Linked DNA regions of Pan troglodytes: region 1 is linked to region 2. The links are chromatin contacts, called in public Hi-C maps. All regions are on one chromosome and are shown on one strand. The core of a region is the stretch at or near the end of the contact, and the rest is flanking DNA. Distances in the headings are between cores, read along the strand shown. Region 1 overlaps ILRUN (inflammation and lipid regulator with UBA-like and NBR1-like domains). Region 2 holds the start of SMIM29 (small integral membrane protein 29).

The links. A called contact is a pair of places that touch in the nucleus more often than the background predicts.
Region 1: a Hi-C map of stem cell-derived neural progenitor cells shows a contact between it and region 2, with 2.6 times the contacts expected there. The contact joins the enhancer-like site here to the promoter of SMIM29 in region 2. A contact is called at or near these places in 2 of 7 Hi-C or Micro-C datasets (blood and stem cell-derived neural progenitor cells) and 1 of 1 datasets of contacts at active chromatin or transcription factors (stem cell-derived excitatory neurons).

Annotation. Positions count from the first base shown.
Region 1 is chr5:40,479,684-40,486,873 of NHGRI_mPanTro3-v2.0_pri, reverse strand. It overlaps ILRUN (inflammation and lipid regulator with UBA-like and NBR1-like domains), which reads left to right. Exons shown (of 5, transcript XM_016955277.4): 4 at 5,682-6,031. Among named protein-coding and RNA genes, the nearest start is that of SPDEF, 63 kb to the right of the region's middle. Within about 2 kb of position 2,818, at least 3 of the 24 cell types and tissues checked have an H3K27ac peak or open chromatin away from gene starts, as enhancers often do. A contact at or near this core is called in stem cell-derived neural progenitor cells, where this site is marked.
Region 2 is chr5:40,121,778-40,129,010 of NHGRI_mPanTro3-v2.0_pri, reverse strand. It overlaps SMIM29 (small integral membrane protein 29), which reads left to right and starts at 1,978. Exons shown (of 5, transcript XM_054685711.1): 1 at 1,978-2,335; 2 at 3,450-3,573; 3 at 3,822-3,847; 4 at 4,167-4,272; 5 at 4,448-4,904. The coding sequence starts at 3,523. The coding sequence ends at 4,513. It overlaps HMGA1 (high mobility group AT-hook 1), which reads right to left. Exons shown (of 6, transcript NM_001246496.1): 6 at 5,068-6,469. The coding sequence ends at 6,416.

The DNA.
Region 1 (7,190 bases), core at 1,569-4,068, 360 kb before region 2:
TCTTTAGTAATTTATGATGTATTTCTACAAAAGGAAGTTTATACTATAATAATGAGGTTTTGTCATCTGTAAAGGGACAAGTTGAATGAGATAACATTTACAGTACTTTCTAGCTCTAATGTTCTGTCTCTGGTGCTTTTTATTTTTATTATTATTATTTTTTGAGACAGGGTCTCACTGTTGCCCAGGCTGAAGCACAGTGGTACAGCCTCGACCTCCTAGGCTCAGGCTATCCTCCCACCTCAGCCTCCCAAGTAGCTGGGTCTACAAGCATGTGCCACCATGCCTGGCTAATTTTTGTATTTTTTGTGGAAACAGTGTTTCACCGTGTTGCCTAGGCTGGTGTTGCCATAGGCTGGTCACAAACTCCTGAGCTCAAGCAGTCTGCTCACGTTGGCTTTCCAAAGTGCTGGGATTACAGATGTGAGTGGCTGTGACTGGCCTCAGGTGCTTTAAAAGAAAATCTCCTTAAGGCCAGACATTTTAAAATCAGGGTCTCCATTTGCTTACTAAGTCCTCATTGTGTTCTCATGGCACATGATTCTACCTCCTTGGCTACTTCTCTGGGACATTTGGTGGTCCATTCTTCCTGTTGGTGCCAAAGATCATATGTCTGTGGGTAAAGATACTATGGCTTGGGAAATGGGACTGACTTAACCATAGCTTTAGTTCCCTGGGTATTTGGGTTCCCACGTTCCTGTTAGGTGTGAGTTTTTAAAGCTATACTAAAAGCTGGGTGTTCTCAGTCTGCTTTAACTTAAATTATGACCTTGAGCTCATCACTTTTACCTCTAGACTTCAGATTTTTTAAATCTAGAAAATGAAGCAGTTTCATTGGATGATCTCTTCCACTTGTGGTTTTATTATAACAGATGGTAAAGTATCTGGCTAGCAGCTAGTTCTTATCTCAGTAGTCAAGGCATTCTGGTAAGAATTGGGAATGGTCATTGTCTATGAAACAAGCTTATTAGGCCATCTTTACCTTTTCTTTACTTTTTCATTTGTTTGATTAAAAATAATACAGTAGGCAGGGGGTGAACGCATTCTGGAATATAAGGTCTAGAAGTGGTACAAGATGATTGAGATTGTACCACGTAGAAGTTGTATTTTGCTGTTCATGATGACCCATTGCAGCAGTAACTTAGGAGGGTCAGAACTGATATTTATTGTTGGTGTTTATAAATCAGTGGCTTCTCAAATGACTTTCCTTTTATAGCTACTATGTAGAATCTATGTACAGAGCTGAGCAATAGCCAACGCAAAGAGATGGGGAGGTGGCTTAAGTATGATAAGTTCTGGTGAGTCATACTAAAGACATTTTTGGCCAGTGCAGTGGCTTATGCCTGTAATCCCAATACTTGGAGAGGCTGAACCAGGAGGATCGCTTGAGCCCAGGAGTTTGCCAACCTGGGCAACATAGTGAGACCTCATCTCTACTAAAAATTTAATTAACAAAAAAAAAAGGACATCAAAAAGAAAGAAAGAAAGGAAAGGAGAGGGAAGGAGAGGGGGAGGGGGAGGGGGAAAGAAGTCTCACTGTGTTGCCCAGAATGGTCTCAAACTCCTGGGCTCAAGTGATCCTCGTTCCTCAACCACCCAGAGTGCTGGAATTACAGGTGCTAGCCACTGCACCCAGCCTAAAGATGCTTTAGTTCTAAAGGGAGAAAAGGGGTGGTGGTAGGTCATTAGTCTTATTTATGGATAACAGCTTTCAGAATAGCTTTTTCATAAGCGTTTAGCTTCCTGAGCTAAGAATGAAGCATATGACTGTAGCTTAGTAGCTGTGTGCCAAATCTATCATGTACTTACAAAAGAATTTATTTTTAAAACAGATGGGTGGTAGACAAGGAGGAGTAAAAGTACAGGTTGAGTATCCCTTATCTGAAATGCTTGAGACCAGAAGTGTTTCAGATTTTAGATTTTTTTGGATTTTTGAATATTTGCATTATATCAGTTCATCATCCCTAATCCAAAAATTCAAAATCTGAAATGATTCAATGAGCTTTTCTTTTGAGTGTCAGATTGGTGGTCAAAAAGTTTTGGATTTTCAAATTAGGAATACTCAGCCTGTATTGTAAGACAGGGCTTATCTGTTTGGGAAAAACAAATAGTAGAGTGAAGGAATGCTGTCTTGTGTTAGAAAGCTAGGATAGGAGAGCATGGAATGATTCTCCCTCAGGCTGCCTGCTATTGGATTGTCCCACTTCATTGGATTGATTTATGAGATTGAGCTTTGAACACAGGTCCTCTGACCCACTATTCCTGGCACTGTCCCAGATTTTCAAGGGAAGTGGCACACTACATGTGCGGTGTTAAGTCAAGAGGTTTAACTTTTATGTTGCTAGTTTACATGGGGATTTATATTTTCTTTTCTTTTTTTTCTTTTTCTTTTTCTTTTTTTTTTTTGAGACGGAGTCTTGCTCAGTTGCCCAGGCTGGAGTGCAGTGGCGTGATTTCAGCTCACTGCAAGCTCTGCCTCCTGGGTTCATGCCATTCTCCTGCCTCAGCCTCTTGAGTGGCTGGGACTATAGGAGCCCGCCACCATGCCTAGCTAATTTTTTTTTGTATTTTTAGTAGAGACGGGGTTTCACCCTGTTAGCCAGGATGGTCTCGATCTCCTGACCTCGTGATCCACCTGCCTCGGCCTCCCAAAGTGCTGGGATTACAGGCATGAGCCACCACGCCCGGCCATATTTTCTTTGATGATAAGTGTATCTGGAATGAATGTACATTCCTGTGAGTCATACTAGTGCTGCTGCTGGTGGCTTTAATTTCCTCTTCTTAGAGGAGAAAGAAATTGCTAATTCCAGGAGTGAACAGCAGATGTCACTGCATCTCCACTTACTAGGGCCTGACTCTTAGCTGTTTGGATACAACCAGTTCTTAATACAGCTCCCAAACCTCTTAAGTTTTTATGGTTGTATGATACTTTAAGATTCCCTTTTTTTTTTTTTTTTTTTTTGAGATAGGCTCTCACTCTGTCATCCAGGCTGGCTGTTTGGATACAACCAGTTCTTAATACAGCTTCCAAACCTCTAAGTTTTTATGGTTGTATGATACTTTAAGATTCCACCCCACCTTTTTTTTTTTTGAGATAGGCTCTTACTCTGTCATCCAGGCTGGAGTGCAGGGGCACGATCTCAGCTCACTACAACCTCCGCCTCCCAGGATCAAGCAATTCTCCCATCTCAGCCTCCCAAGTAGCCAGGACTACAGGCGTGCACCACCACATCCAGCTAATTTTTGTATTTTTAGTAGAGACAGGGTTTTGCCATGTTGGCCAGGCTAGTCTCGAACTCCTGACCTCAAGTGATCCACCCATCTCGGCCTCCCAAAGTGTTGGGATTACAGGCATGAGCCACCGTGCCCAGCCAGGCTGCCTTCTTTTGATATACAGCCCAAATTAAAAATTTAGAATAAACACAGCCTGAGAGAGTTTTCCTTAGTTTCCTTCACTGCTTGTTTTTAGTGTTTGTTCTAGGATTATATTATCTCTATTTCTAGGTAGCTAACTGATGGAATGCATTTGCCTTTTTCTATCAACCTTTCAACAGTTATTTAGGAGCCTAGACAGTTCTTCGTATTTGTGTTCAGTACGGTTCACACAGTTAAAAGCTTCTTGGCCTTTCTGTATTTTGCTTTTTGAAAACCTTCCAACAGGAATGTACGTGTCACTGTTCTCTGGAGTGAGGTGCTGAACATCAAAGGTTCAGGAACCGCTACTTTCTTTTTTTATTTGAACCCTTAGCTTTGGCACTTGAGCAAATCAAGAGCTGAACTATGACCAAATGTCCTATGGTACATCTATTTAAAAATACATTTATGGTTTAATTGTGGATAGGTGGTAGAGTTTCCCTCTATAGTCTTGTACTGCATAATGATGTTTTGGTCAGTGATGGTGGTCCCATAAAGTTATAATGGAGCTGAAAAATTCCTGTTACCTAGTGACACTGTAGCTTCCATAACATTGTAGTTTGTTTTTTAATGAATTTGGTGTAACTTAACTGCACAGTGTTTATGAAGTCTACATAGTGTTTAGTAATGTCCACATTCACTCACTGACTCACCCAGATCAACTTCCAGGCTTGAAAGCTCCATAGTAAGTTCCCTTGGCAGGTATATCATTTTTTATCTTTCATATAATATATTTTACTATTCTATGTTTAGCTATTTTTTTAAATTTTTTAATTTTTTTTTTGAGATGGAGTCTTGCTGTGTCAACTAGGCTAGAGTGCAGTGGCACAATCTCGGCTTCACCTCCCAGGCTCAAGCAATTCTCCTGCCTCAGCCTCCTGAGTAGCTGGGATTATAGGCACCCGCCACTATGCCCAGCTAGTTTTTTAATTTTCAGTAGAGACGGGGTTTCACTATGTTGGCCAGGCTGGTCTCGAACTTCTGACCTCAAGTGATCTTCCTGCCTCAGCCTCCCAGAGTGTTGGGATTACAGGCATGAGCCACCACCCACGGCTGTAATTTTTTTTTTTTTTTAAAAACAGGGTGGTGCTGTGTTGCCTGAGCTGGAGTGCATTGGTGTAATCACAGCTCACTGCAGCCTCTACCTCCTGGGCTCAAGCGATCCTCCCACCTCTGTCCCCCAAGTAGCTGGGACTACAGGCGAGCACCACCACGGCCAGCTAATTTTTAAGTTTTTGGTAGAGACAGAGTCTCCCTGTGTCACCCAGGATGGTCTCAAACTCCTGGTCTGAAGTGATCCTCTTGCCTAGACCTCCCAGAATGCCCAGGATTACAGACATGAAATCTGGCCTGGCCTTAGATACGTTTAGATACACATATACTTACTGTTGTATTACAGTTGCCTACAGTATTCAATAAAGTAACAGTACAGTAACATGCTATAGAGATTTGTAGCCTAAGAGCAATAGGCTATACCATATAGCCTAGGTGTGTAGTAGGCTCTACTATCTAGGTTTGTACACTCTATGATGTTCACACAGTGATAAATTGCCTAATGATACATTTCTCAGAACATATCTTCTTCATTAAGCAATGCATGACTGTATGACAGAAAAGCAAAGCAGGTGTTAAATTGGGTATTTTAGAAAGTCTGAGGCATGCCAAATTCTTGGTGTCTTTTGGTCAAATAGATTGAGAAGATAGCCAGGGTGATAGTATCTTCCATTTTGTCTAGATAAATGCTGGTCCTGGCGTAATTATTAATAGGTCCCTCTTTCACTCTCATTTGTCCTAGTTTGGACAACATATGGTCATTCTAAATTGCCCCCAAAGGGAAGAGCGTTGATAAAGTTGTAATTCTCGTAATTGTAAAATACATGTAAAATAAAGTGAAAAACCACAAAGAGATACCAATTCTAGGAAGAGTAACTTTTGATTTCTATCTATTGATCGTTCTCTGGAATAATGATTTCCAAAGATGACGGTGCATTGGCATCAACTGGTAAGCTTTTTATAAATAGAGTTTCATGGATCTCACCACAGACCTCTGCTGAATTTATACTAGAATTTGAATTTGACATTACCAAAAATGTAGCTATGCATGCAATGCAAATGTACCAGGCAGCTTTGTTAGCAAGCTTTTAAAACTAGCATATAGAAGAATGTTTCATTCTGTGGTTTGGATAATGTTTGGGGTTTTTGGTGGTGGCTATCTTGGGCCTTTAAGGGTAAGCCTGGCATTGAAATGAGTTACCTTTTTGTTTCAGATGTCATCTGGGTGATTCTCAGTGTGGAGGTGGGTGGACTTTTAGGAGTAACGCAGCAGCTGTCATCTTTTGAAACGGAGTTCAACACACAGCCGCATCGTAAGGTAGAAGGAAACTTCAACCCTTTTGCCTCTCCCCAAAAGAACCGACAATCAGATGAAAACAACTTAAAAGACCCTGGGGGCTCCGAGTTCGACTCGATCAGCAAAAACACATGGGCTCCTGCTCCTGACACATGGGCTCCTGCTCCTGACCAAACTGAGCAAGACCAGAATAGACTGTCACAGAACTCTGTAAATCTGTCTCCCAGCAGTCACGCAAACAACTTATCAGTAGTGACTTACAGTAAGGTAGGTGCCCTTGGAGAAGAGAAGGGGTAGGTGGTGGGCCTTGGGACTTGTGATACCCCTTCATGGCAAACCTAGAATCCTAGACTGCCGCTCCCCAGAGGAGGTTCTTTAAGACTGCTCAGCTCTCCTGCCAATAGCAACAATGCAAAAGCTTACCCCTTCTCCCGTTTCCCCAGCCCCATCTTCATGTCCTGTGGATGTTGCTTCATCCACATTTATAATTTACTCCTGTCTCTCTGCTATGGTTTGGGTCTTGAAAGAGTGAAGTTCTTTACCTTTAGTATTTTAAAAAAAGAAACAATGTTGCTCAATTATTTATTCTAAATATTGTTGTTGGGCTTTGCTTTATTTACCCTGTTTGCATGTCTTGTTGATGTCTTTTCAGTCCTTATGGCCCATCGACCTCCTTATCCATGACCCAGAGAGACCCCAGTGATATTTTGACTTTTCAAATGTGGTGAATAAGTGAGAGTTGTTTGTTGAGTTAACTGTGATTTTAAATATTCTGATTGTTGTGAGGCACTTTTCTAGGTGTTTGATTTCTTGATCTGTTTTCTTCTATGCCAATTGATTAAACAGTGTCTTCCACAGTTTGCTAAGGTGATGATGGTGCCTGGTTGTTGGTTTTGGTTGGTTGAATAAAGCCCTGATGCTGGGAGTTCATTGTTGTAGGTGGTTCAAGTGGTGGAGTCCTGTGAGCATTCCTGTGTATTCTTCTCTGAATAATAATGCTGCATATTAAGCCTAGCATCCTACCCATATTACCACATAAACTGTTAGGTCTGTCCTGGCTTCAATTCATGTTGGCGTTCACCTTAAATTTTAAAAATAAAGTTTATGTTTATTTGAGGGGCAAGTGACTATGTTGTAAGAATGATATTTTTCTGACCAGTAGTTTTATTTTATTTTTACTTTTTATTTGTTCCAAGATGGAGTCTTGCTCTCTCACCCAGGCTGGAGTGTAGTGACACAATCTCGGCTGACTGCAACCTCCACCTCCCGGGCTCAAGAAATTCTCCTACCTCAGCCTCCTGAGTAGCTGGGATTACAGGTGCCCACCACCATGCCTGGCTAATGTTTTGTATTTTTAGTAGAGACAGGGTTTCACTATGTTGGCTAGGCTGGTCTCGAACTCCTGATCTCAAGTGATCCTCCTGCC
Region 2 (7,233 bases), core at 729-3,228:
TGGTCTCAAACTCCTGACCTCAGGTGATACACCTGCCTCGGCCTCCCAAAGTGCTGGGATTACAGGAGTGAGCCACTGCGCCTGGCCCAAGTTTGGAAAGCTTTTGGTCATGGTTTCTTCAAATATTTTTCTGTCCTTTCTTTCTTCTCCTTTTGGACCTCTAATTATCCATATATTAGGCCACTTACGGTTATCCTGCAACTCACTGATCCTATTTTCATTTTTCTTTTTTTTTTGGATTTTTTTATCTTTGGGTTTTATTTTAGGTAGTTTCTATTGCTATGCCCTCAAGTTCACTTGTCTTTTCTTCTGTAATATCTAACCTGCCATTAATCCTATCCAGTGTGATTAATCCTGTCCAGTATGATTTTTTTAATCTGATATTGTAGTTTTCATCTCTAGAAGATCACTGGGATATTTTTCATACATTCCTTGTCTTAAGTGCTGGGATTACAAGTGTGAGCCACAGCACCCAGCCAGGGTCCTTTTTTTTTTTTAATATTTGAGACAGAGTTTCACTCTTGTCACCAGACTGGAGTGCAATGGCATGATCTCGGCTCACTGCAACCTCTGCCTCCTGGGTTCAAGTGATTCTCCTGCCTCAGTCTCCTGAGTAGCTAGAATTACAAGCTCCTGCCACCACGCCCAGCTAATTTTTGTATTTTTAGTAGAGATGGGGGTTTCACCTCTTTGGCCAGGCTGGTCTCGAACTCCTGACATCAGGTGATCCACCACCTCGGCCTCCCAAAGTGCTAGGATTACAGGCATGAGCCACCACACCTGGCCACCAGGTTCCATTTTTTAATGGATGTCAGATATTATAAAAACTGGATATTTTTGCCTTCCTATAAATCTTCTTGAGCTTCATTCTAAAAGTTAACTGAAAATAGTTCAATCCTTTCAGGTCTTGCTTTTATGGTTTGTTCAGTGGATCCAGAGCTGGAGGACACGAGGATGAGTGAGGCATTAGCTGAAGTGGGCAGACAAGTCCAGGCACTAACCACAGCAGCATGGATCAGGAGGCAGTCAAAACTCGAGCATGGTAGCACAATGTAGTCTCAACCCCACCCTAGCCTCCCGCTTCCTGAAACGGTAGCTGCATGAAGAGGGAAGGCAGAGCTGCAGTTTTCCCGGCTATACTTGGAGGTACTCTCATCAGATATGAAGCCTGAACACAGCAAGACACCAGGCCTCAAATGTAGCTCTGGGGCAGCTGTCAGCAGAGAGCTGTCCAAGAAGAGAGGCCCACCTGTCATCTCATCCCACCCTGCCCTTAATGATCAGGCCAAGGGCCCTGAGAAGTCATCTCATTGCTTGAGCATCAATTAACTCATCTGCAAATTGCGATTGCTCCACTTGCCCTGCCTAGCTCACAAGGGTGTTCTCTCTTAGGAGAAAAGAAAGTAAAATCCGGCTAGGCCCAGTGGCTCACGCCTGTAATCCCAGCACTTTAGGAGGCTGAGGCAGGTGGATCACCTGAGGTCAGGTGTTAAGAGACCATCATGGCGAACATGTTGAAACCCCCTCTCTACTAAAAATACAAAAATTAGCCAGGCATGGTGGTGCACACCTGTAGTCCCAGCTACTCGGGAGGCTGAGGCAAGAGAATAGCTTGAACCAGGGAGGCAGAGATTGCAGTGAGCTGAGATCGTGCCACTGCACTCCAGCCTGGACGACAGAGACCGACTCCATCTCAAAAAAAAAGTAATAATAATAATCCTCACACAGCTTGTTTTACAGACGTTAAGACAGGCGCAGAGAGGGTGGGCGTGCCAGGGCCCTCGGTAGCCCAGACCTGCCGTACTCTACCAGCCGAGCACAGCCCGAAGGCCAGGGAACAAACACAGACGGAGGCCGAGTGGGCCCGGAGCAGGGTCTTGCCGCGAAGGGCCTGGGCTCAACGTTAGAGCGCGGCGCGACCCTATTCTGGCTGCAACGAGAGGGGTGAATGAAGTGGGCGCCGGGGACCTCCCAGAATCGGAGCTCCAGGCGCGGGCGGGCCAGGGGCCGCCGGAAAACTGCGCGCGCCCCGCCCTACCCCGTCCGGCCCCGCGTCGCGTTCTCCTCCCCCCACTACGCAGCCCTCGGCTGCCCCCTGCCGCCGCCGGGCGGACCCTGCAAGCCCCGCTGTCCCCGCCTTCGCACCGCCCACCCCCGCCTCCGGATTGGCGGCTCCAGAAATCTCCAGGCCACCGGCTTTCTGCTACCGGATTGGCTGCGCCCGGGTGCTGAGGCCCGGCCCATTTCCCCGGGTCCTTTGATCACGCGCCTGACGGCTTTTCCGGGGCCCGGGAGCCAACCGAGGGCGTTCCTGTCGGGGCTGCAGCGGCGGGAGGTAAGGCATGGCCAGGCCGGCTGGGCTGCAGAGCGCCGGCACGGGTCCACGCCTCGGGTGACGGGCTTCCAGGATGTTCGGGCGCGGGGCGGCCCATCCGCATCCCCCAACACCCCCACCTCCGGCCTGAGCCTCCCAGCGCCGTGGGAACCACCTCCTGTCCGCTGTTGCTGGCCCGCATCCTAGCAGCGGCCTGACGCCCTCCCCACCCTGGCATGCCCCCTTGACCTGGGACGATGAGCATACGACTGGGTAAGGGCAAGCTCGATGCCCCGTGCCCTACGGACACGGGGGTAGGTCGTTCATACCTTGCCCTCTGATACAGACTCAAGCGAACCTGGGTCGCGGACCTTGGGCCATCAGCGTGCAAACTGCCCCAGGACGATCTCTTTGCTTCTGTCGATGGGGACTGACCCTCTCCACCTCTGCCTGTCAGCTCAGGCCAGGAGGGGAGGGACCTGGGCGGAGCCCCGGGTGGAGACAAGAGGAAGCTGACATCATCTTGAAGATACAATCCAGCTTTACCCACTCGTGTCCACCCTGGCACACGAGACAGATGGGGGAGAGGGTGTTTGGGCTGTATGTCTGAGGTGACACCAGGGACAAGGGCATAGAACTCAGGCATGGAGCCCATCGCTTGAAGTGGAATTGGACCAGGATGGAAGCGGGCTCTTTCAGATGCTCCCATCTCACCCCTGGCTGCAGTGCAGGTCCTTCCTTTAGACCTCATTTATCCATTTTGCTCCACTGGACAGGTGCTGGCAGCCCAGTGCCCCAAAAGGGCTGGGGCAGGCACCTGAAACCTGCACTTAATCTTTCCCCAGAAGCTGAGACTTGTAAATATTTGGCCAGCATCTGAGCTGGGCCCCACCCTGATTTAGGGATAGGAGTTGGGCAAGACTCAGCCCTGGATCCAGGCCTTCCCTTGATCCCCTTTCCTGCCAGGATTTGCCAAGACTCACTGGAGGGTCACACCCAGTACATCTACCTGGAGGATCCCTCCTCCCAGGATTTGACCTGGGACCAGTTTTCATAGATCTTCAGCTCTGGGGGAGGGATCCAGAGTCTGGATGTCACCTGGGTGCAACTGATAACCTCCCTTCCTCCTCCCCAGGGAGCCCAGTGGAGGCGCCCTCCCGAAGCGCCACTGCCCATGCTGACCACCCAGCCCTCCGGCTGCTGATGTCATGAGTAACACCACTGTGCCCAATGCCCCCCAGGCCAACAGCGACTCCATGGTGGGCTATGTGTTGGGGCCCTTCTTCCTCATCACCCTGGTCGGGGTGGTGGTGGCTGTGGTAAGGAGCCCTCATATACACACACAGACACCCACAGCTTTGCTAAGGCAGGGGCTGGGTGGGCCTGGTCCAGTCTGCAGAGTCCCCACTGTCCTGTTAAGGGAGTGAAGGGTGTGGAGGTGGGCCTCTCTCTGCCTGTGGGCCTTCCTGGGCTCAGCAGCCCCCACAGTGCTGTGTCTCTGTTGCAGGTAATGTATGTACAGAAGAAAAAGCGGTGAGTGTCCCTGTCCCCCACCCGCCCTAACCCCACACCCGTTCTGAAATTCCTGCTCATAGGCTCTGACTTTTCTGTAAGATGTCCCTCAGCCATCCTGATACAAGCCTGTAATTTGTTTTCCCTGCCCCAGCCTCAGGTTACTCACTGGGGAAAGCCCCTTTGTAGAACCAGGGTTGTATTCTTGGAGGTATAGTGTGTCCCAAAAGGCACCCACTGGAATTGCCCCTGCCTGGGAAAGGGAGGAGAGACGGGGCAGCCAGGTGTTTGATGAGGGTTGGGGGGACCTCCTAGCTGAGTCCCCTCCCCTGCTCCCCAGGGTGGACCGGCTGCGCCATCACCTGCTCCCCATGTACAGCTATGACCCAGCTGAGGAACTGCATGAGGCTGAGCAGGAGCTGCTCTCTGACATGGGAGACCCCAAGGTGAGCACTTGGGGGCCAGGGGGAGAATGAGGCAAGGTGGGGGTCAGCCCTGTTCCCAGCCATACTCGTCCACACTGAAACCAGAGCCTGGTTCTGCTTTCTTGGGCTGTAACTGGGTGCTGCAGACTCCCAGGGAACACAGCCCAGCCTTGTGGTGTGGTCTCCTCCCCGACAGGTGGTACATGGCTGGCAGAGTGGCTACCAGCACAAGCGGATGCCGCTGCTGGATGTCAAGACGTGACCTGACCCCCTTGCCCCACCCTTCAGAGCCTGGGGTCCTGCCATCTGCTTCCCCTGCTGTCACCTGGCTCCCCCTGCTGGGTGCTGGGTCTCCATTTCTCCCTCCACCCACCCTCAGCAGCATCTGCTTCCCATGCCCTCACCATCACCTCACTGCCCCCAGGCCTTCTGCCCTTTGTGGGTGTTGAGCTCACCGCCCACCCACAGGCACTCATGGGAAGAGGCTTTCCTTCTGGGATGGGGGCGGCTGGTAGACACCTTTGCTTTCTCTAGCCCTCCTGGGCTTGGCTTGGGCATAAATCCCCAGGCAGGCTTTGGAGTTGTTTCCATGGTGATGGGGCCAGATGTATAGTATTCAGTATATATTTTGTAAATAAAATGTTTTGTGGCTAGGGGTTTTGATTTCATCAAGAGGCTTAAAATGACCTTCCCCCGAGGTGATTACATTGCTATTTCCCCTCCCTTCCTGCAGCCTGAAGGATGGGGGCCAGAACACAAGTGTCACCCATCCTACCTGCCCCAGGCTTTAGGGGCACACACCACAGGAGACTCCAGTCCAGAAAAGGATATTTTTTTTATTCAAGTAACTGCAAATAGGAAACCAGAGAGGGAGCCCCAGGCTGGGACAAATCATGGCTACCCCTCCCCAACAGAACAGGGGGAGGAGGTGGCCCCTACACCCTTTATGGTCGATTCGGGCCCCCTTGCTCACTCTGCTGCAGCATCCTAGGGGCAGGGCCCCACCTTCCCTGGGACTGGGGTAGTCGGTCACCCAGCCTGCCATGCCCCAGCCCCTCTTCCCCACAAAGAGTATCTTGGGGGAGGGGATCGTGGGCAGAACAGGAGGCAATGAGGATGAACATTTGGCGCTGGTAGCAGCAGCAATGACGGATGTCGAAGAATGGAACATTGAACAAAAAAACAACACAACTGTCCAGAGGTAGTTTGTGAACAGAGGAAAAATGGAACCAGAACCTTGGGGGGCAGGGAGGAGCAGGAGGGGGGTTGGGAGCGGGCAGGGTGAGCTCCTTGTTATTGGTGCCCCATCTGAGGAGGGGGAAATGGCTGAGTGGCAGAAGCAAAGTAGGGTTAGGGGAGCAGCCCCAGCCCACCTCAGGTGGCGGCCACAGGGCTCTTGGGCCTCACCTGGACAATAAGTGACTGCATCTCCATCACCACAATATGTACTCAGATCCCAGGCGGAGGGCAAGGGGGCTGTGGCCACAGTGAAGAGGGAGTAGGGGACTCACCCCTCCTGCCTTCCTGTAGCCGAAGGGGGCTGTCCAACCTAGTACAGGGACTAGGGAAGTTGGGGAAGGATGAAAAGTGAGCCCCATGTGGTGACAAAGACAGTTTGGCTGGGGGAATCCTGGGGGCCAGCACCCCCCTCCATTGGCCACACCTGCTGCTGCCAGGGCAGTGGAGTAGGGCATGCCAGGATGAGATGGGGCTTGGGCCCCTTTTAAGGCCAGGGGAACCCTCCCAGGCCCCACTATGGGAAGCCAGAGGGAACAGTGAAGGAGCAGAGAGGGCGCCCCCAAACCAAAAGCCCAGAGAGCAATGTCCCCACCACCAAGGGAGTGGGGACGCAGCAGGTGCAGGGTGCGGCTAAGTGGGATGTTAGCCTTGTCCAGGAGGGCATGTGTGTATGCGTGGGTGGGCGGGAGGAGCTGGGAACTGAGGCCAGGGGAAAACTGCTCCCCACTCAGCCCATGGGAGCCCTGCAGCGGCTGGTGTGCTGTGTAGTGTGGTGGTGAGGGCACAGGTGGAAGATGGGGGTGGCGGCCAGAGGCGGTGGTGATGGTGGGCCTGGGGAAGGGGCGGGGGCGGTGGGAGCGGAGCAAAGCTGTCCAGTCCCAGAAGGAAGCTGCTCCTCCAGTGAGGAGCAGGCGGCACGCATGGGTCACTGCTCCTCCTCCGAGGACTCCTGCGAGATGCCCTCCTCTTCCTCCTTCTCCTGTGAGGTGGGCAGTTGTTGGTGTGAGCTCTGGCCCGGTCCCCCTCTTCCACCCCCAGAGGCTGGCCCCCACCCGCTCCCTGCACTCCCTGGCTCTCCTGAAGAGGGATGAGTCAGGGCTGAGTGTGTGGGTGACTCAGCAACCTCCACGGCCCGGCTTCATTCATAAAAAGAATTTAAAAGGAGGAAAAAACCCCACACACATGCTGCTCTCACCCAGAGCCAGGAGCCAAGCCCCCTTGGCCCCCAGGCCCACGGAGGGCAGAGCTCAGGGCAGCACTGAGCTTCAGGATGTGACTGACTCCCTAGGGGAGAAAAGGAGGTGGGGGAAGAGGTGGCTGGGGGAGGAAATGGGAAGGGGTGGCTGGAAGGTGCAAGAGCCCGCTGGTGGGTGCAGGGGAACCAGGTCCTTGGCCCACAGGGGCAGATGCTGTGCTGTGGTGCCCTGGCCCTCCGGGGTGGCCGAGGGCTGACCCTAGGCCGGGGTGGGGAGGAAGGGGAAGTGTGTGCCGCCGGGGCTCACTCACTGGGCGGGAATGTCGGGACACCACACGGGGCTACAGCCCCCGTGCCAGGCACAAACTCCAAAACAACTTGTTTCCTGTTACTCACTCTTGGGGCCTGGCCAGCAGCACCCCCTAACCCCCCCACCCCAGCAGTGGCTCAGCTCAAGGAATGACAGCTTCAGGGATTTGAGGGGGCAGGCTGGGGGTAGGAGAGGGCCAGGAGCTGGAAGGCTGGGGTGACCCTAACTGCAGTGGCCC